2 separate regions of the Rattus norvegicus genome follow, and region 2 is linked to region 1. Evidence: chromatin contacts called from public Hi-C data. All regions are on one chromosome and are shown on one strand. Each heading gives the region's core, a stretch centred on a gene start, on an enhancer-like site or on the middle of the called end of the contact. The rest is flanking DNA. Distances are from core to core; before and after follow the strand shown. Region 1 overlaps Slx9 (SLX9 ribosome biogenesis factor). Region 2 holds the start of Adarb1 (adenosine deaminase, RNA-specific, B1).

Evidence for each region. A called contact is a pair of places that touch in the nucleus more often than the background predicts.
Region 2: a contact with region 1 is called in a Hi-C map of frontal cortex, with 2.2 times the contacts expected there. The contact joins the promoter of Adarb1 here to the enhancer-like site in region 1. A contact is called at or near these places in 4 of 12 Hi-C or Micro-C datasets (frontal cortex, liver, prefrontal cortex and 1 more).

What each region holds. Positions count from the first base shown.
Region 1 is chr20:11,144,307-11,148,529 of GRCr8, reverse strand. Slx9 (SLX9 ribosome biogenesis factor) reads right to left here. Exons shown (of 6, transcript NM_001008307.2): 6 at 1,418-2,581. The coding sequence ends at 2,458. Among named protein-coding and RNA genes, the nearest start is that of Slx9, 32 kb to the right of the region's middle. Within about 2 kb of position 2,854, at least 33 of the 93 cell types and tissues checked have an H3K27ac peak or open chromatin away from gene starts, as enhancers often do.
Region 2 is chr20:11,219,465-11,224,353 of GRCr8, reverse strand. It overlaps Adarb1 (adenosine deaminase, RNA-specific, B1), which reads right to left and starts at 2,183. Exons shown (of 11, transcript NM_001111055.1): 1 at 2,032-2,183.

The sequences.
Region 1 (4,223 bases), core at 1,605-4,104:
GGAACCAAAGGCCAGCAGTAATTTATCCTAGCAAGCAAGGGTAATAAGCTATGTGGTCTGCCCAGACTCGGTGCTTTGGCTTGGCAGCTAGGAACACCCCAGTGGGGACGTAAAGGGGGGGGCTGAGGTCACATGACTGGCGGCTGAGAGGAGGTTTCCTTGGTGTCCCAATCCCCTCCCTCCCAATTACCAAATACCCCACTAAGAATGGAGCTGGCAGGCCCGGTCCTCCTCAGGACAGAAGAAACTCTCCATGCTAGGGGTCTGGGCTCAACAGGGACACCGCTTAGCAGGGAGTCCCATGCTCTGGGGCCACCCACAGCTCTTCCTGTCCTGAGCATGTTTGTTGACAAAATACGTGGGGACAGGCTCAGGAGGAAAGGTCTGTCCTGCTGGCTTGGCCCCGTGGTGATGACATCACTCAGTTCATGCGACTGAAAATCGGAGGATTCCAATGCCCCATACAAGGACGCACTCACTGGCCCCTTCCTCCCAACAAGAGCCAGCCCCCTGGGACAGGCAAGCTCCAGCTCCAGTGGCATCGCCCCAGCTCAGGGACTAGGCAAGGCTGACTCCTGCTGGCTCCTGTCCATACTGTCTGCCTACCCTCAGGCTGCCTTTGGTGGCTGCTGCCCAGTGCAGACAGAGCACAGTGTGTTGTGAGCAGGGTGTGGCCAGGGAAGCCAGGCTCGGCCTTGTGGAGGGAGGGACCAGGTGCTGCTGTGTCCCCACTGTCACTTCATTTGCTAACCTTCAAATCCAGTAAGCCAGGGGCCTCACTGAAAAGTATAACTATGTGATTCGTGTTTATTCTGTAAGGATCAGGAGATACACAAATCCAGCAAACTCCCACCAGCCACGCAGAGGGCCGCTTTCTTGGGATCTGCCTCCTATGTCCATCTGCACGAGAGTACACGCTTTGTGGTGAGGAGGAACCACCTTCTCTGAGCCCTGCTTGCCCAGTGTCTAGCCTCTGGCCAGCAGAGCGCTGCTCTGCCAAGCCTTAGACACAGAACTCACCTCAGACCACTTTTTGCGGTGATTCTGAGGTGGTCCCAGTGATGTCCGCTTGGCTCCTCTCCTGCTTTCTCCTGCTTTGCTGGGTAACCGACCTGAACATGAATGCTCTCCCTAGTAGGACCCTGAAGGGTGGCCCTACGCTCCCCAGCAGGGTGAAAAGATGCTCATCATGGACAGACCAGAGTTGCTTGAAGCCACATCACGGAAATCTTAACACGTACAATCCGAGGAAGACGGAAACCTCCTAAGCTGTGCCGGGCGCACTGGACAGCGCTGGACACGGGTGGGTTTGGGCACACACGACTTCTCTTAATGAGAACCTGCTTTCCCCAGCAGTGTCTCAGCAGACGGCTGAAATGGCCTCTGGTGAAGGAACTTGAGTCTGTGTCCAGACCAGTTTGCTTTTTATTATTATTTTATTTATCTGTTTGTGTGTGTGTTTGGTTTTTTTTTTTTGTTTTTTTTTTGCGAGACAGGGTTTCTCTGTGTAGCCCTGGCTGTCCTGGAACTTGCTCTGTAGACCAGGCTGGTCTTGAACTCAAGAGATCTGCCTGCCTCTGCTTCATGCAGTTTAGGCCTATTCGGTCTTACCCACTTTCATTCACCAAGTGCCCTAGGTGTCCATACCAATCCCGGGAGCCTCACCTGTTCTGCCCTGTCCCCACTCACAGGGGCTGGGGAGCTATGGGCCCCTGTAAAAGGCTAGGGAGCACCTTTGGGGGTAAGCAGTACCATAAGCACATCCCAGATGCAAAGTGGGACATGTGTCAGTGTGAGCTGTGAGTCCCGTGGGTACTGCCCTCACCCGGAGAACCCACTAGTGTCTGACACAGGTCAATCTTGCCATCCAGCCAAGAGACTACTGGGCCAGGGCTGTCCTGCCTCCTGCTTCTCTGACTGTAGCAGGACAAGTAAGTGAGTAGCCTGGGCCGAGAGCTCCGAGCCCTGAGCTGTGGCTTGGTGGAAAGCAATGGTGTGAGAAGCACAGTGGCCGGCAGAGTGCCCTGCTGTGACCAGGACCCCAGTCGGAGCTGGGAAGGAGTGCTAAGGCCTCAGGGACTTTCGGAATCGAGCTCCTTGCCAGGCCTCTAGTTTCACACTTGTGTAGCCCTTGTGATCCCTACAAGAGCAACCACCCCAACTCTGGCCCCTAGCTGGGGACCCTGGGCTTGTTCTGCAGAGAACCAGGACAGCCATCCCAGGGTCAGCTGAGCCTTGGAAATGCAGGAGTGGCTGGCTCTAAGTGGAAGTGAAGCCACAGATGGGCTCCAGCGTAGTCCATAAGTCGTTTTATTTGTCCTCAGCGGTAGCTCCTCCTTCCCCTGCCCGAGGTTTCAAGACCGGCTAGGTGGCCGTGCAGTTACAGGGCAGGATTCCAGAGCTGTGGCCTCCACCCACACTGAGTCTTCTGGATCTCACAGCACCCACTGTCCTGGGTCAGAGCTGTTTGCCACCTTCCAGCTGCATCTGGTGTGCCAGCTGCTGCCCGATAGCCAGCAGGGGACTGGCTCTGTAGGCTGGGCTGGCCAGCAGCTTCTGAAACCGGGTCCTCTCTTCCTCACTGAAAGAAAAGAAGGCAGAGGTCAGCACGGGGAAAACAAGAACCCCCAGGACCCCCACGACAGGCCTGGACACCTAAGACTGGAGCAGACAGCAGAGGCCCAGAGTGACCACAAGGAACAGTACCAGGGTGTCAGGACCATCGGCAGGAGGCAGGGGCACACAGGCCGCTGAGCACACCAACCCCTGGTGAGGTCACCCTACCAGTAGATCTAAGAGGGATTTGCTAGCGGCTGCTGCCAAGGCAGAAGCTGACGAGCAGGGAGCAATGGCAGTTGCTTTATGTAAGAGGTGCCTTCCTCCCGAATGAGCCCAAAATAGACGTGCACTGGAGAGCTCTGAGCACTGGGGCAGCTGCGGACACAGGCAGCTCGGGGGCCTCTCATATATGCTGTCAGGTCCTCTCATCCCCTCCTCTAACCCAGCACGGCCGCCTTCAGTAGAGCCTGGACACAGATGCCGGGTGAGTCAGCAGAGAAGGCAAACGTCTCGTAGGCTCGTATGCTTGAGTTTTTGGTCCTCAGTCAGTGCAACTATTTGGGGAGAATTAGGAGGTTATCACTGGCAGAGGGTGTGAGGTTTCACAGACCCACACCTGGCTCATTCTCTTTATCTACCTGCTGCCTGACTCAGTCGGAGAGAGTTCAAGGCTAAACTGGGTAAGAACTACGGATCAGACTTGGTAAGAACCTATCTCAAAACAAGGAAAACAAGAGCCAGGTGGTGCTCACACCTTTAATTCCAGCACTCGGGAGGCAGAGGCAGGAGGATCTCTGAGTTGGAGGCCAGCCTGGTCTACAGAGTGGGTTCTAGGACAGCCAGGGCTACACAGAGAAACCCTGTCTCAATAAACACAAACAAAAATAAAAACAAAAACCTAAAACCAAACAAACACAGGAGATAGGATATATCTCAGCAATGTACGGGAGTCTGGGGACAAAAAGAGTTGAGGCTGTAAAGTTCTATATGGATTCCCAAAACCAAAAGTAATCATTAAAAAGACCTTTCTGGGGTTGGGGATTTAGCTCAGCGGTAGAGCGCTTGCCTAGCAAGCGCAAGGCCCTGGGTTCGATCCCCAGCTCTGAAAAAAAGAAAAGAAAAGACAAAAAAAAAAAAAAAAAAAAAAGACCTTTCTGAAGCTATACATCGAGAGGGTATGAAGAGCCTCAGGAAAAATTGACACACAACACTCAATACTAACAGAGGCTGTGTGCAGACAAAATAACCAGCCTGAGTGGGTGAGATCCAGGCTGCCTCGGGTTCCCCGAAGACAGCACAGCACCAAGTCGACAGAGGCTGAAGAGCAGAGGCAAGACTCATGTCCAAGCTCACACCTAAGAGTGTGAGGCAGCAACAGGGCAATACGGCCGATGGACGAGGTGCGGGACTGTGTGTGTATAACCCACGGCACTCACACATCCCGGCCACCACCCCAGGGGCTGGGGAAAGGAAGTTCCTACACTAGATGCCATCCCCTCTCCCCGGAGGAACTTCAGATAGACACCCAAGGCCCAACTAAGGACCGCAGAGTTTTTGATCCCCAGAAATGTCTCCCACCTGTAATCAGAAGGAGAGCCAGGAGAGAGGGGAGGGGAGAGGAGGGGCTGGGTGCTGGGTGTGGGTGGAGATGATCAGGAGGAAGG
Region 2 (4,889 bases), core at 934-3,433, 76 kb before region 1:
GCCCAGTTTCTGAAACCCCTTGACATCTAACGGGCATGGAGAATGCATTCCTTTCAAAGCCTGTGGATCCCACCTCTCCACCACTGTGGGAATCAGAGCACCCAGCCCAGTGTGTCTCATCCAACATTTAGCAAGCTTCTGTTTTTGGTGCCCATGCTGTGACTCTACCCCTTGGAGGAACCTGTACCCAGGGACCATTAATTCTCTCATTCCAAAAGGAGCTGCACCAACCAACCTTCTGCCACCTTTTTCTTCTCTTTTCCTCCAGGGAAGTCTCAAGCAAAAAGGGTAAAGTAGTTTCACATCCCCCCCCCCCCCCAGAAAAAGAAAACAAAACAAAACAAAAACAAAAACAAAAACAGCTGGCTTTTACAAACAGTTTTGTCTTGAGACAAAAACAGTTTTGGGAAATGCAGCTTCCTTCCAAAGGGACAAGGAGGGTTAATACATTATTTCTCTTCTCAGTAAAAACTACTGTGCGATCATCTTAATTAACGCACCTAACAGTAAAAAGGCAAGTTTGCTATCCGCCTTCTTTTCCTTATACTTCTAGAATGGAACGCAAAAAATGGTTGTCAAGAAGAAGAAGAAAAAAAAAAAAAAAAAGATACCCTCATCAGAAGTAACAACCCAAACCTGCTAGCTGAAAACACTGACCTCCAGTGCGGATATCCCCCTCATAAATCCCGAACGGAACACATTTCTGGTCCTCCAAAGGCGACTCCGGCGCCACTACAGTCTAGCGTCCACAGCCCCATCTGACATTTCCCTTGCACACAGCCACCACACAGTGATTTTCCTTCTGCCTATGTGAGCGCGTCAAAATTCACCTCCAAACCCTAACGTCCCAGATGGCTCCCACAGCAGCAGAGGTGCCGGGATCACGGAACTTCGTCATCCGGGCGCACGACACCCATGTGGGCTCTGAGCTCTCGGGAGGGACACGGACCACCAAAAAAAAAAACAAAAAAAAAAAAACAAAAAAACAAAAAACCAACCTCCCTCACCCAGGTCACGGCGTCCCGTCCGTGGGAGTACAGTGTCTCCTTTGCAGGACACAGGGTGCTCTCCACAGGGCGCAGCCTTCCCTCTGTGAGATACAGGGTTAGGGTCTCCCTCCTTGGAGTTCAGAGTACTCTCTGCAGGGCACGGGGTTCCCTCCCTGTGCCCTTCCTCTGGGCGCCGTCTCCCCTCTGCGGAGCACATGGTCCCTTCTGCAGGGCACAAAGTCCCCATCCCCTGGTGCGGCTTCCCCTCCTCGGAGCACAGGGTTCCCACTCCCCACTCCCCACCCGGGCTTAATCTCCCTTCTGCTAGGCACTGGTCCCTTCTGCAGGACACAGAGCTCAACCTTCCCTCTGCCAAGCACATGGTCCCTTCTGCAGGGTACAGGGTCCCAATCCCCGGACACAGCTTCAGAGTGACACAGGGTGTCTCCTTTCAGGGTGCAGACTCCCTTCTGCTGGGCACAGGTCCCCTCTCTAGGATACAAGGTCCCATCCCCGGGTGCAGCTTTCCCTCTGCAGGGCACAGGGTCCCCCCTCTCGGTGCGCAGTGTCCCCTCTGCTGGGCAAAGGTCCCTTCCCGGGATACAGAGTCCCCTCCCCAGAGCACAGGTTCCCTCCGCCTGGCACACCATTCCCCACCCCGGGCGCAGTCTCCTCTCTGATGGGCACAGGTCTCCTCCCTGGAGTACAGGGTCCTCTCCGCGAGCACAACCTCCTGTCGGAGAGGCGCACGGTCGGCTCGCCGCGGCGCAGCGCATCCCACGCGGACGCGGCGCCTCCAGGAGCGGACGAGCCGTCCTGGGCGCAGCCTCCTCCCGCAGCGCAGCGCATCCAAGTGGACCGCGGCCCGCCCTCCGCGCGCCGCCCGGGATGCGCCAGCGACCCCGCAGCCCGCCGCGGGCCCGAGCCGGGCTCGATAGGGTCTGGGGTCGGTGGTCAGGTCCGCGGCCGCCGGCGCTGCGCGGCCTCAGCCACCTGCCCCGCGCTTACATAAACGCGGCCGCCCGCGTTCCCGCCGCCTTACCTCAGCTCACACTGCGCCCGCGGGATGCCGGCGTCTGGCTCCCGGCGCTGCGGCGGCCTCGGCTGGCCCCGCGGCCCCGGCTAGGAGCCCCTCGCCGCCGCCTCAGCCTCAGCCACCTCAGCCTCAGCCGCTGTCTCAGCCTCTGCCTCTAGCCTCAGCGCCGGCGGCTCCGCCCCCTCGGCTCGCCCCGCCCCAGCCGCCGCAGCCGCGCGCGCGCGCGCATGCAGGGGTGGAGCCAGCGCCCGACGCCGACGTGCGCGCGCCAGTCCGCCCGCTCCTCCTGCCCCCGAGCCGCTTTCCAGACTCGCCCGCGGCGGCGGGAACCGCGAGGGTTAGCGGTTAGAACCAAAACAGGTCGTGCGTCGCTAGGGAGACTCGAAGCGGAAGGGAGCCGCCTCCGACACGTACTGAGAAGATCGACGGAGGCGGGGTTCTCGAACTCCGCACTGAGGAGGCCTGAGCGGGCGGGAGCCTGGGATGGGAGCTAAGGGGACAGGTGGGACCAAGGACCCCAGAGATCCTTGTGGGAGCTGGGAACAGGGCAGGGAAAAATCGGAGAGGTGCCACTGATGAGCGACTGGGACCGCGGCTTGAAGACCCACTGCACCTCGTACGTGGTACCCTGGCATCCGGCAAGAATCATTCCTGGGCCTTCCTCCGGTTTTGAGAGCTGGCCCTGGTCACACCCATCTCCTTAGACCTTGAAAATAAGTAGGGAGAGGAGCAGGGACGTGATTTTGTGAAGCAGAGTGTCTACTGTTGGTCACTAGAAATGGCGGTCTGTGTTTAACCTGGATCCCGGGGTCAAGTTCCGGCTCTGCCACCTCTCAGGCGTACCGGACTTGTCTTGTACTTGCTCTGCATGTTTCTCCATTTGTTTAAAAAGAAAAGGGGTTGGGGATTTAGCTCAGTGGTAGAGCGCTTGCCTAGCAATCGCAAGGCCCTGGGTTCGGTCCCCAGCTCCGAAAAAAAAGAAAAAAAGAGAAAAAAAAGGGCCTGGTAAAAGACGCAGGTACAAGTACCGCGTTGAGCACCCAGGATGTGGTCAGCAACTTGTGTGGCCTCTCAGCAGATGGTCTTACCCTGGGTTGCTAGGGGTCTGGAGAGGTCCAGGAAGCATAAACTGACCATAGGAGTAGTGTTGTAGAGGGGTCTGCGTCTGCTTCCATCACAAAAACCTGTCCCCTGGACCAGCCAGCCTCCCAGTGAGTTCTTCAGCCTGCCTAAAAGGTGGGCCTCAGGCAGCGTCTATGGGTGTACTTGTTGGCAAGGAAGTAGAAAAGATCACTCTTGGAATGCCTACCAGGATGCCAAGCTTCAGATACAAATCTGTGCACAAGGACAAGCGTGTTCTTTTCTGGGTATCAAACTACCCCAGAACTTAAAGTCATGGTTGCTAAGGCTGATAGCAGCTTATAACTGTCTTCAGCGGGGTTTGGTTCCTCTCGGCTCCATGGGTGACCTCACTCCTGTAGGTCGTGTGTTACCCACTGTTAGTAAGCCTGCTCACGTTGCTTCTCATAATGGCTGTGGTTTGACCACAAGAGAGCGAGTTCCATCACACAGGGCCTTTCCAGCCCCTGTGCACATCACCTGTGTTCCTGTGACTCATTGACTAAGTTGAAAGATGCTGCCCTGCGCAAATAAATATGAGAGACAGAGATGTGGACACAGGAAGTATGTTCATCGGAGACCATCGCTTTCATAGGCCTTTGGTTCACTGAAGATCATTACGGCAAAAACAGAACTCTGCGTGTCTCATCCGGGACTAACTAGAATGACCTTTTTCATCTGCTGTGTACACTGCCAAAAGAAACTAGCTTGAAGTGAGGACAACAGGACGCATCGGCAGAGGCTAGAAAAATGACACTTTGACAGCCTCTCGGGTATCTAGCAGTGCCATGTGCATGGGTGGGTCCATCGATTAGGAAGACATCTTCGTCCTCATAGTCTGGAAGTGGAACAGGTCAGGATGCCAGACAATAGCATAACTGGGAGACAGTCCGGTGAAAGGAGCAGGGATGTTGGACTTGAACCATGCAAACCCACTGACACACAGCCGTGAGACTGGACAGATCGTTCCCTCTGTAGGAGAGATGTTAATCCACCTGAAACCTGGTCCACCACTGATGGCCATAAAGGCTTGGTGGTGGAGTCTTCGGAACCATAACAGATACAATGTGAATTAGGATTTTATATATATGTGATCGGTCCAGGAGTCGCCCCACAAACCACACGAACACCAATTTCAGTCAGGATGTTTTATTGAACACACACCTAAAGGCCAATCAACTACGGCAGTGCTCAGACTTAAGAGCTAAAAGCTGTGCGCTGGATATTTTCTCAGGGCCAGCTTTCAAAGGCTAAAACCACAAAAACCACAATGAGCTCATACACAGGTGCTGGAAGTGCTTGCCCAGCGGTCAGACCTGACTCAAGCCATTTTAGGCATGACAGTTCATACTGGCCTTTAATTCGATGGGTCCTGAGTGAAGCTTATGGTTGAGGGATTTCTTTTTTTTTTTTTTTCCGGAGCTGGGGACCGAACCCAGGGCCTTGCGCTTCCTAGGCAAGCGCTCTACCACTGAGCTAAATCCCCAACCCCGGTTGAGGGATTTCTTAAGATTAACAAATGTCATAACATGCAGAACCTAACGGGGTATGTGGTCAGCATGACCCTGCCCTGAGTCAAATTATTATTCTGTGTCAACGACCGGCAGGCGTATTACAGCAACAATATGAGATAGCTGGCGGGCATGGAACAAAATGGCTGCAGCTATGCTAAGGGGCAGGCCTCAGCAATATCAATATCCCTATATGTATGTGTGTGTATATGTATATATCTATATCTATCTATC